Regions from separate parts of the Anser cygnoides genome. Here region 2 is linked to region 1. Evidence: chromatin contacts called from public Hi-C data. All regions are on one chromosome and are shown on one strand. The core of a region is the stretch at or near the end of the contact, and the rest is flanking DNA. Distances in the headings are between cores, read along the strand shown.

Region 1 (6,298 bases), core at 2,488-4,987:
CCAGAATTTTATCTCCCTTCCACATAAAGGAAAAAGATTAATCTATGGATATCAAACTGTTACGAGCAACTAACGATTAGGTCACTGCAATTCTATGGGTATATTGTGTCACCTCCAAGAGAAAGTACTATGTAACTGTACATATAGAATTTGTCTTTCTAGAAGGAACAATTGTTTCTAGTTATCAAAAAGGTGGTGGTTTTTTCCAGTGTTTTTAAAACTTCAGTAAACTATAGCTCCCATAACTTTCCTCTTGAAGGACCCACAGAGGTGAGGAAGGAAAAGGAGAGTATTCCTCTTTGCAAAGCCTTGTTGACTTTTTCCCCCAGTCTTAAGTTTACAAGAAAAACATTTGCTCAGAACAGCTTTTGTATTATTTCGGTCTTAGAGCAAAAAAGAAGTCTGACTAATCAGACTTGAGTCTGATTAGCAGAAAAGTTATTACTTTTTTTTTTTTAAAGTTCCTTAAACTCTTACTGAAAAAGGAAAAAAGATGGAATTGTAAAGTAACTTAACAAATAATCTATTGTATTCAGTTATGAAGACAAAAGTAGCAGTTCTCTGTAAATAATCCTATTCTACAATAGGATCTATTTACAAAAGGATTTCAGAAGTTACACAAGTCTCCCATGCTTCCATAAAACAAAGATATCAGGAAAGATTTTTACTTCACTTTGGAAAGTAGTTGTCCAAACGGCATCAAAAATTACTACAGAAAGACTAAACATATACCAGTCTTCAATTCCTTCTCAAAAACTTAAGTTGTAACAGCAACTTTCAACCTATAGTCCTGTAGCCAGGGTTAAAACCACCTGAAATAAAGAGGTTTTAAGAGGAACACTGAAGAGAGAATTTAATTATAGCAAGAAAATTGCTTCTTTGGAAAGAGTCACTACCCTGTTTCAGTTCAGGTAAAACCATAAAATAGCATCATAGCAAATAAAGGTACAGGTTTTCATGAGTTTTATTAACTGGTTGTCTCGCACACTACCATACGAGCAGGTGGTACAGCTTCATACACGTTAGCATAACCTAATGGGAAGGGACTTTTTCATGTTATATTTTAAGGTGTTGACTAACTCATTTGAGCTAAAATAACAAAAATCTCACGGTAAGGTCGTTAAGGCAAAGCCTAACCGAACAGTTAGCCCAGACACGTTTCTTCACAAGGTCCTATTGGAATTAAAGAGTTTTAAAATACAATATACATGTTAGCAAGTATGTCCTAGTTAAATGTTACTTTAAAAGCTTAGAGGAGACACCGTTTTTACTTGACTCCAGTCACGTTTTTCTACTTTGTGTAAACTATCTACCAGCGTTAGAAGTCATTTATGATCATCGCATGTTAATTCCTAGTCCAAGTAAAACCCACATACTTTAAAAATTGATAAATTCCTGATTACTACGTCCTTATTTTACACAAGTGAGGGGATGCTACCCATAAATTGACACTGAGATAGAGAACGCTTGGCTGCTATTAGGTAAAATTATCCTTGTTGCTGCTTCTCTGTAACTGTCCAGCACGGGGGAGGGGATTCCAATGGCACCTCCTAAACCCACCTGAGTATTGATTCGGGAACTGATCACATAACAGACTTTCTTACCCCTTTGCCTGGGAACAATATTAAACTACTGTAATGTATAAATGTGTATGCAACAATTTCAGAGAAGGAATTGCCCTCTTTCTGTGATTTAAGATGACCATGCCCTGTATTCAATTTTGAACAAGTTGTTTAGTTCACTGAAAAAAAATCAACTCAATAAGCTTCAAAAACTTTGATACAATTTTTAATTCACAAAATAAATGTAAATTTATCACATGCATTCTACTTCAGATTGCAAATAAAGTGGCTCTGGTTCTAAATACTTCATATAAGCCAAAAACATTAAGCATAGCCTACAAAAGTAGTCTATATAGATACACACAGAGTTCACTAAATATATAGAGATAATAGTTAACAAATACTAGCTCATATTCAGAGTTATTTTCAGTGATATTATTCTAATTCTATAAAGTATAATTAATTTTCCAAAAATATCCAACCTACAGAGGTTGGGGGAGTACAGAAAAAGAGAAACAAGTTTTACCAAAACTTCTTTGGGCTACACTAATCCAAAGAGATAAGTTGAATTCTGCTCAGTTATTAGCAGATAACTAAGTACCACTACGAACAATATATTTGCTTATTTATCACGAGACATCATCGACGTGTTCTTCAGCTTTACCAATACAGTTATAAAACAAGTTGTTAACTTGTCCTCAGACAGGTCCCTACAACGCTATACCCATGTAAAAGTGACTATGTATACCTACTGGCCAAAGTTGTTACCACGCTCTCATTGGGATTAAAACAGTAGGTTGTCAAAACCACGCTTGTTGATTTATTTTGTAGCCAGATATTCTGCCTTTGTTAATTTTAAAGAACAATGAATGTTTATTTCCCCCAATGACTGTGGAGTAATAGGAGAACTAAGTAACAGCAGCAATCTAGACACACGATCAAAGAACCCCTACATAGTCCTTGGACGGACTAAACCGAGAACTTCAAAGCTGACTGCGATTCAAAAATGCACCAATTTCGAAATTTCAAATTACGGGACTTCTAATTGTGCTTTCTGACGCTGCGGCGGCGGGAGGGAAAGCCTCAGACGGGCTCCCTCTTTTCCTAAAAGCCCCGTCAGCCAGCCGCTCAGCCCCAGGAGCCCTGTGCGTACCTACGCCCAAGCGCTTCACCCTCTCTCCCCCACCCGGCGGGGTGACAGCACCCTGAGCCAGGCTCGCAGCCCTCCTGCACCGGCCCCCACCACCCCCTGCAGCCGCAGGGGAGCCCCCCGAGGGCAGGCCCCCGCAGCCCGGGCCACAACAGGTGCCTGCCCAGCTGATGGCCCGGCTCCTGCCGCCCCCCGCTCCCGCCCGCCCACCGCAGGGCGTTGCGCAGCGGGGCCGGGGGATCCCGGCGAGCTCCCTTCCTCCGTATCCCCGGGCGCGGGGCCCTCCCGGCGGCTCCGCTTGCCCGGCTCGGCCTCTCCCGGACACCGAGAGGGGGAAAGGGCCGCGGAGGCCGCCGCCCGGTCCCGGCAGGGAAGGACGGAGGCAGGGAGGGAGGCCGGCCCCAACGCCCGGCGCGGCCGCGGGCCCCGCCGGCTCCGCTCGGGGTCTCGCCGGGCCCCCCGCGCCCTCGCCGCCGCCTCCTCCTCGTCCTCCGCGCCTAAGATGGCAGCGGGGCTGCCCCCCGCGCTGCGCCCCCCTCGGCCGCGCCGGGCCGGGCCGGGAGGCGGCCCCAGCCCGTCCCGCTGCGCAGCTCGGCGCCGCCGGCTCCGGGCGGCTCGCTTACCCGTCCGGGGGGCGGCGGGCCCCGCGCTCCGGCGCGGCTCCTCCCGGTCGCTCGCTCGTTCGCTCGCTCGAGGCCTCTCTCCTCGCGACGCCCGGCCTCGGCACACGGGGCCCCGGTGCGGCGGCGGCGGCGGCGGCGCCTCCCTCCCGGTCCGCAGCCCGGCCGCCCCGCCGCGCTCGGGCCCTGCGCGGCTCGGGGCACACGGCAGGCAGCGTCCCGCGGCGGGGTCTGCCCGCTGCGCGCCTTCCTCCCTGCGCGGCGGGCAGGGGGGAGGAGGAGGAGGAGGAGGAGGGGGCCCGGCCCGGCCCGGCGGGCGGATCCGCGGCGCTTCCCGGCCGGGCTGGGTTTTCTATCGCTCACAAAATGGCGCGCGTTCCAAACCTGCGCAGCGCCCGGCGGCGGCAACGGCGGGGCCCGGCCTCGCCTCGGATCGCAGCGGCTCAGCGGCGGCGGCGGCGGCCTGAGCCCCGGCCAGGCAGCGCGGGGACAGCGGCGGGCGGGCGGGGGGGAGGAGGAGGAGGAGGAGGAGGAGAGGAGGAGGAGGAGGGGTGGGGGGGGGAAGCGCAGCGCCGTACCGAGCCCCCGGGAACTCCTCGCTCCCTCCCTCCCTCCCCCGCCTGCCAGCCGCTACCTCCTCCCCCTCCCCGCTCCTCCTCCTCCTCCCTCTCCTCCCTCACGAACCGGCTCCGCTCCCCTCACGCCGCAGCCCCGGCCCGTGCCCACGCCGGGGGGCTCAGCTGCTCGCCTCACGGGGGGGGGGGGGGGGGGCGCAATTTATTATTTTTTATTAATTTTTTATATTTTCGGGAAGGTGCGAAAGGAAAAGGAAAAAAAAAATAACAATAATTATAAAAAAAAAAAACCACACCCGCGGTTCAGGCGGGAAGGTTTTTTTTTTTTTTTGAAAAAAGCTTTAAAAAAAAAAAAAAAGGTAACTGACAAAATGGCGGCGGGGCGAGCCCGTTGCCGGGGCAACTGTCAATCACCCGGCCCACCCCGCCCGGGCGGGAGACGGCGCTGACGTGGGGAGGGAGGGGAAGGGAAAGGGCGGGGCCCGCCGTTGCCCTGGCAACCGCTGCGGCCCCGCCCCCCGGCGGGTGACGCTGCCGGCCGGGATGGCCCCGGCGCGCCGGGGGGAGGGGCGGGGCGCGAGGCCGGTAACGGCTCTCGGTGGGGGGGGGGGGGGGAGAGGCGGCGCCTTCCCCGTCCTGAAGGGGGCGCTGGGCGGGCAGGGTTCTCTCACGGCCCCCGGTGCACGAAATAGCGGTGTTCCGCCCCAAAACAAGCCCCCGAAAGTTGCCTCGCACGGCGCGCTGTGGGTGCGTTCTGTGAGGAGAGTCCTGAGGGAGGGCTCCGAGTCGCAGAGCGGTTTAGGAGTCTGCACAACCAGCCCAAACCTTCACCGGGGCTTTATTTGCTATTGTTTTTATCGTTTGTTTCATAAATGCCCACAAGGGTCAAAAAAGTAGAGTACGGCCTTTATGTAATATTTTAATGCCGTCCTGTGATATTTTAATCGTTTTAGTTCACAGTCAGCCTCCTTGAGGAAATCAGGCCACATTACCAACACCTGTTCCATCAGCACTTTTTCCTCTTCTAATATCTTTCTCTCGGCTTAAAAAGTGAAATTAAATGGCCAAAGGTAGGGAGACAGGTACAGCGACAACCAAAGTCCCTCAAAAATCTAATCACCACTTTACAAATACAGTATCACAAGCAGTTCGACCAAGCTAAAAGCTTGCTGCTGCTGGAAATAGCAGTCCGCTGTCTCTCCACTTTCAGCCATTCAGTCCCCCTGCCTCTTTTTACATCAGAAACAAACTAATTGAAATGCCTAGCCACAAAATAAATAAATAAATTCGTATGGCTAGGATAAATGCTAATACTGAGGAGATCAGGAAGTGTGGCAGTGGGATCTGTGGGACAGCATAGCATTAAGTTAGATTAAACCACCCATGAAATTGCACCTTAAAGCCGTGGAAGGTGTCTGGGAGCACCGTGACTTAGGCAGTCATTTCTCATCCCCCTCAGCCCCCAGAAGATTGAGAGGTCACTTTGAGCCGCTTTTGACACTTCTCTCTCTACCTTAGAGTATGATCAGAAAGCAGTTCTCAGCCCAAGCTGAGGAAAGCCAACACCCACGTTCTGCTGGATGACAAAGGTGCAGAGTCACCTGCGTCTACCCAAGGACTCCCAAGTCAGCATCATCAGGTTTTGGCCTAAGGTACACGCACACGCTGTACATTACACTAAAATCTCTTTGCCGTTCTGTGTGAATGGGAACGTGCTGTGGCAGAGTAATTTCTCTGTTGCTCACCGTAGGTAACTACAGATCTCATAGAAACTTATTATACCAGTTACTGTATTACAGTATGTTACAGTATGTACCTTTTTTGGTGGTGGTGGTGTATTTTTGGTGTTGTGGTTTTTTTGTGTTTTTTTTTTTTTTTGCCGACACACATATTACCATTGTCTCATGCATTTGTGCACTTGTGCTCAATAGTCCTCTACTTTTATTTTGCTTGCTGTAACCAAGCTTGCTGAGATGGGAATGTGACAACTTGGGCCAAGTTAAAATGTCTTTTAAAAGGTGATGACCATTTTTTTCAAATCTACTTTCTTCTACTTTGTTCTACATAATAATGAGTTATCACATCTTACTTTTTTTTTTCTTTAGGAAAGAATGGACTGTCAAGAGGGGAATTGTTATATTATTTTTATTATCATTCAAAAAGCTCCTAAGGATAGGTTGACATTTCAGTGTCCCACTTTAAATCAGCAGCTTGTATATATTTCTCATGAATACAAAGATAGGCTCCTGAGAAATACTTGGTTTTCTCTTCCAAAAAGACAAACCTCTCATAAAGCTGAATATTTGGGGTCAAAAAGAACAATAATAAGTAGAATGATTTAGAAGAAAAAAAAAATTAGGAAAAAAGTACACACACACAAAAAAAAAAAAA
Region 2 (5,962 bases), core at 3,381-5,880, 54 kb before region 1:
GTGTTGTGTTGTGGTTTTTTTTTTCACTTCCAGATTAGACAATGAACTGAGTAACAGAAAAAAGTCAGAGGGTCATGCTGCCATCCAGTGAGAACCCAACATGCTGAAGAAACAGGCTGGCAGCAAGAAGTAGCGATGCCAACAGATTGAGAGAGGTGATGCTCGGATCCGGTTCAAGACCAGCTAAGGAACGTGAAGGTGCACAAGTCCATGGGACACGATGAGATACATCCGTGAGTTCTGATGGAATTATTTCCAGATCCTCCTGGAAAATATGCGAAGGCATATGGAAAATAAGGAGGTGATTGGTGACAGTCAACATGCCTTCACTGAGGGCAAATCGTGCCTGACAAATCTAGTGGCCTTCTGCAACTCATGTCATCTACTTGACTTGTGCAAAGCATTTGATGCTGTCCCGCATTAGAGCCTTGTCTCTAAACTGGAGAGACATGGATTTGACAGCCGGACCACTCAGTGGGTAAAGAACTGGCTGGATGGTCACACTCAAAGAGTTGAGGTCAATGGCTTCATGTTCAGGTAGAGATCAATAATAGGCGGTGTTCCTCTGGGGTCAGTGCTGGGACCAGAGCTGTTCGACACCTTTGTTGGTGACATGGACGCTGGGATTGAGAGCACCCTCAGCAAGTTTGCCAATGACACCAAGCTGTGTGGTGTAGTTGACATGCTGGAGGGAAGGGATGCCATCCAGAGGGAGCTGGGCAGGCTCAAGAGGTGGGGCTGTGTGAACCTCATGGAGTTCAACAAGGCCAAGTGCAAGGCCCTGCACATGGCCTGGGGCACTCCCAAACATGAACACAGCTGAGCAGAGAACGGATCAAGAGCAGTCCTGAGGAGAAGGCCCTGGGTGCATTGGTCAATGAGAAGCTAAACATGAGCCAGCAATGTGCACTTGCAGCCCAGAAAGCCAGCCGTATTCTAGGATGCATCAAGAGCAGCATGGCCAGCAGGTCAAGGGAGGTGATTTCCCTCTTCTACTTTGCCCTTGTGAGACCCCACCTGGAGTGCTGTGTTCAGCTCTGGGGTCCCCAGCACAAGAAGGGCGCAGAAATGTTAGAACATATCCAGAGGAGGGCCACGAGGATGATCAGAGGGCTGGAGCACCTCTCCTGTGAAGACAGGGCTAAAGGAATTGGGGTTCTGAGGGAATTGGGGTTGGTCAGCCTGGAGAAGAGATGGCTCTGGGGCGGCCTTCCAGGACTTAAAGAGGGGCTATGCGACACCTGGCAGAGGACTCTTTATCAGCAACAGACAAGGTGTAATAGATTTAAACTAGAAGAGGATATGTTTAAATTAGATATAAGGAAGAAATTCTTCACTCTGAGGGCAGTGAGGCCCTGGCACAGGTTGCCCAGAGAAGCTGTGGATGCCCCATCCCTGGAGGTGCTCAAGGCCAGGCTGGATGGGGCTTTGGGCAGCCTGGTCTGGTGGGAGGTGTCCCTGCCCATGGCAGGGGGTTGGAACTGGATGATCCTTAAGGTCCCTTCCAACCCAAACCACACTACCATTCTAACATCCCTCCCCTCTACCCAGCATTGGTGAGGTCACACTTGGAGTGCTGGATCCACTTCTGGGCTCCCCAGTAAAAGAGAGACATGGACATACTGTAAAGAGTCCAACATAGGATGACGAAGACGATTAAGGCACTGGAGTGTCTACCCTCTGAGGAAAGGCTGAGAGATCTGGTACCCTTTAGCCTAAAGAAGAGAGGGCTCAGGGAGGATCTCATCAATGTCTGTAAATAGCTGAAGGGAGGCCATTAAGAAAATGGAGCCAGGCTCTTTTCAGCGGTGCCCAGCACCAGGACAAGAGGCAATGGGCACAAACTGGAGCACAGGAGGCTCCATCTGAACCTCAGGAAACAAACACTTCTGTACTGCACGGGTGACAGAGCACTGGCACAGGTTGCTCAGAGGTTGTGGAGTCTCCCACTTTTGAGGTATCCAAAAGCCATGTGGACATGGTCCTGGGCAACCTGCTTTGTGTGTCTGTCCCTGCTTGACCAGGATGTTGGACTAGGTGACCTCCAAAGGTCCCTTCCAGCCCCAACCATTCCGTGACTCTGTGCCACAAACGTCAGCACAAAATAAATGATAGGATTTCTCTCATTGAATCAGGGAAACATTAAATCAGCTCCCCTGTCATATGGGACTGCATATGAAAATCACCACAACAGTGAGATTGTTTCTTTGTATTTGTCACCCAACTCATTAAATATATACACTACTTTTTAAGGTGTGTATGTGACTGCCTTTGCCACTCTCACAGTTCAACCAAAGTATTCTGTTTAGGTATACCTCTACTGAAGGATGAAAACCACTGAACATTAGAAGAAGTGAATTTCCTTTGGTATTTCTTCATACCTACTTACCCCCCAACTAAAAATTAAAGACAAAAATAAACTATTGTGACACTTTTGACCTCATGAGTTATACAAGCTTCCTTCATGATTGACAAAAGCAACTTTCAGTGCAACAGCTGATCTTTATTTCTTTACACCAAGAGATACAGAGAATTCTCTATGTGATAACATAACCTTTGCAACAGCCTTAAAAATACTTCACTATCTACTGACTTCTGCAAAGTGAAGTAGGGAAAAACAATGAAAGTCACATCAGCATTTTATTTCATTCTTTTATAAGTGTAAACATAGTCATTCCCCATATGTGAGAACTTACCACCAACCTGCTATCTGGGTAACTGTTTCCTTGAAAATAACAGCAATTTCATAACCCCTTCTGTACATAGATCTTCTGCATTTGGCTTCCAGGCAGCGATTACTACTTCCATTGAATGCTTTAGCTGTTAGATAAAAACCCCACTGCCCAAGGTTCCCATCTCTTTGTTCAACTCCACTTCAAGAGGAGGCAGAATTTCTTACCATATTCAGAAAGCCAAGACTAGTAAAGCATGGCACAACAGCACTTATCCAACCGAAGTAATGTAGAACTAAAACTAAATTGGAAATGGGAATGTGGTGTGTGTGTGTTGCTGGACTGTGGAGTCATCTAATTTTGAAATATGAACATTTCAAACACCCTCTGCACAACTCACCTTATTTCACCCTTCCTCCTTTCTTCAACATTTACTCCACAAACATCACAGCCTTTACCTTAAATATTTTGACCTGCCTTTTACTTCCTCTCCCTTCTGCCTCATCCTCCCTTTCCCTACTCTCTGCTACCTACTGTTCGGGTCATTTAGCAATGTGCTGAGGTACTCCTTCTCAGTGGTAAGTTTGCAGTTGAATGAGAACATGCCGGAAAACACGACCAGAGTATAGAAGTGTGAACTGTATCATTCACCACAATGGGTAGTCTCATTTCCACGCTCAAAGTTCAAGAGCTTGTGGGTCTACACCACAGACCAAACATGGCAGCTCTTAATACCGTATGACTGGTTCATACTTCAAATCTGTGTCTTTCCAATCTCTGCAATCCCAGCTCAGATTAAGGCCTCCACCTCCTCATTATTTTTTTCTACTAATACGCGTTATGACCTCAGCAATTATTCAGTGCACCCCTTAGAAACAAGCCTGAAACACTGAGAAGATTGATCTCTGCTTTTCTTTAATACGCAGCCACCTCTGTGTTGTTAGCACACCCTAGAACAGGCAGTGAGCAATTAGCAATAGATACAAACATCTGTATCTTGAGAACTCTGTCCAAACGAACCCACATTTAAGACAAGTTAGACCTACCCTAGTTCTGCCTAAGCATAATAAATGTCAAACACTTGGGATTTTGTAGTTTAGATCAATCATCTTTTAAGCAATAGGCAAATGCCAACCTGAACTCTAAGTGAACTACTACTCTACCGAAGCACTGTTCTGCCTATTGTCCTCATGCACTACACTTAAAATGACCACATGAGAATTTGAGGGTACATGGATTTCACTCTGCTTGCTCTGGAATGAGGAAGGCTGTGAGAGAACCAGCAAACAAAGGGAAATTACCTGCAGCAGCAACTGCAGAACAAACAACGCCGTTATAAATATCCTTCCTCTAGAGGAACTATATTATTGTGGAGGAATTATATTATTAAGAATGGCTACTTCAGAACCTATTTTACAATAACTATTCAGTCTACTTCCCTGTACAGAAATGCCAAATGCTACCTTTGCTCAAAGCAAAATTAAGCCCTAAACTTAGGAACAACTGCATTCTCCAGTCCTGTTCGACAGGCCAATGCACCCAGGCCACCGAATCTTCTTGCTCGTGCTCTTTCCAAATGGAGCAAGCTGCAGCTAAGGCAAAGTGTTCAGAAGGTGATAAAAAATTACTTCTGGGTGCCATCTTTCCCAACAGCTTGCAGATCTTTGACATGACTTGTCGGCAATGTGTCTGGACATTTGGCAGAGGGGGAGCAAAAAAGAAAGGCCAAGAGTAGGCTTCATTAGTTGTTCGGACCTTGTTGTGCCTGCCTTGGCTATCCTCTGCCCTGGACAATCCGTGGCGGGATGCGGACTTTGGACAGGAATTATGTGCATGCACTCTATTGGTTTTGTGCCTGTACTTTCAAGGGAAGCTAGTTGACTCTGCTGTAGAAATACTGCGGCTAAGACCTGTGACTGGGAGAGACTGAGATATGTATCCTCTCCTCTACCACTTCAAAAGTCTGGTGCAATCAACCTAGAAAGACTAAATGCCCCTGCTCAATGTAATCCTCCCACAACAAGCAAAGAGAAGGAAATTCTTAAACTCATAAAGCTTTTTAATTGGAAAACAACAGAGACACTTATGATTTAATCCACTGGCAACACTATAAATCTGTTTCATTAACGTATAAATATTACTTTGAGTATACTCAAGAATTCTAGAACTAAGAAATTTTTGTGAAAGTAAAAATACTTTTTTTTTTTTTAAATAAATGAAACCAACGATCACCAAAATTCTCAAATAAAACCTACAGGAAATAAAGTACACTAAATTTCACAGTCAAAATCCTAAGCCCTGTGAGAACTCTGATTTGAAATTTCTATTGAGAAGCAGACTGCCTAAGAGCAAATCTACAACTCCTCAAGTAAACGGTGAGAACTGAACCTCTACGTGCAAGGACTTCGCACAGACCAGAAACTTGCACCTACATATGCACTTGATTGAAAGAACATTAAAACTGAAGATTAGTGTGCGCAGAAGTTCAGAAACACCAGAATACTTCCAGTTTTAATTTAGTCACTCTATATAAATAAATTATGATACTATCTAGCTACATGAATACCCTTATTTACTTTAAAAGGCGGAATGGAAGTAATGCTCACTGAATAGGCTGCTACACAATACAATTTATTTTCATTGTATTTAACTTAATATCCCTTGATACTCCTCAGACTGTGCCCAAATAAAATTATTGTCTGTATATATATTGTATATGGTAGTTGTTGTTGTACCTATGTAATTCATAATTTCTTTCTGCAGTATTCTTATGAGATTGGGTTTTATTCTACCTACAGAAAAACAAGGAGACATAGGTTAAAGACGAAAAGGTTTTGTGATTTGAAATTTCTGATTTCATATAAAGACTTTATAAATACTAGGAACATACATTAGTCAGTAAATCTGTTTAGCAGAGCTCTGGACAGAAGTTTTATAGGAAGTTTCAAAAATTTGGGAAAAGTAAGCCAAATGAGAGGTCTGAAAGAGATGTTCCTTTCTGCTCACATTCAGAACCAAGCAAGAAGGGGTGCTAGATTCATGCTGGACTAAGGACTAAAAAGAAGCACAGTTCTTTCAAACATCAGGGCACTAACATGGGAATTCCTTCACATATCAAAACAAAGATCCATTCAAATCAGTATCCTGTCTCTGAAAGTGGTCAACGGCAGTCATCTTGGAAGACAGCAACACGGCAAGCGGTTTGTGCCAGGCATGTTCTGCCAGCCTGCAGTCCAGGAATTATGTGAAGCAGAGTCTTTGTTACTAACATATTTTGCTCATTCTTTTCT

The links. A called contact is a pair of places that touch in the nucleus more often than the background predicts.
Region 2: a contact with region 1 is called in a Hi-C map of liver, with 1.7 times the contacts expected there. The contact joins the enhancer-like site here to the promoter of DYRK1A in region 1. A contact is called at or near these places in 4 of 7 Hi-C or Micro-C datasets (granulosa cells and liver).

Annotation. Positions count from the first base shown.
Region 1 is chr1:115,214,397-115,220,694 of Taihu_goose_T2T_genome, reverse strand. It overlaps DYRK1A (dual specificity tyrosine phosphorylation regulated kinase 1A), which reads right to left and starts at 3,737. Exons shown (of 12, transcript XM_066978717.1): 1 at 3,717-3,737. It overlaps LOC106036124 (a long non-coding RNA gene), which reads left to right and starts at 4,062. Exons shown (of 3, transcript XR_010825455.1): 1 at 4,062-5,559.
Region 2 is chr1:115,269,884-115,275,845 of Taihu_goose_T2T_genome, reverse strand. The region is part of intron 2 of DYRK1A (dual specificity tyrosine phosphorylation regulated kinase 1A); the gene reads right to left. Among named protein-coding and RNA genes, the nearest start is that of DYRK1A, 56 kb to the right of the region's middle. Within about 2 kb of position 4,630, at least 2 of the 3 cell types and tissues checked have open chromatin away from gene starts, as enhancers often do. A contact at or near this core is called in liver, where this site is marked.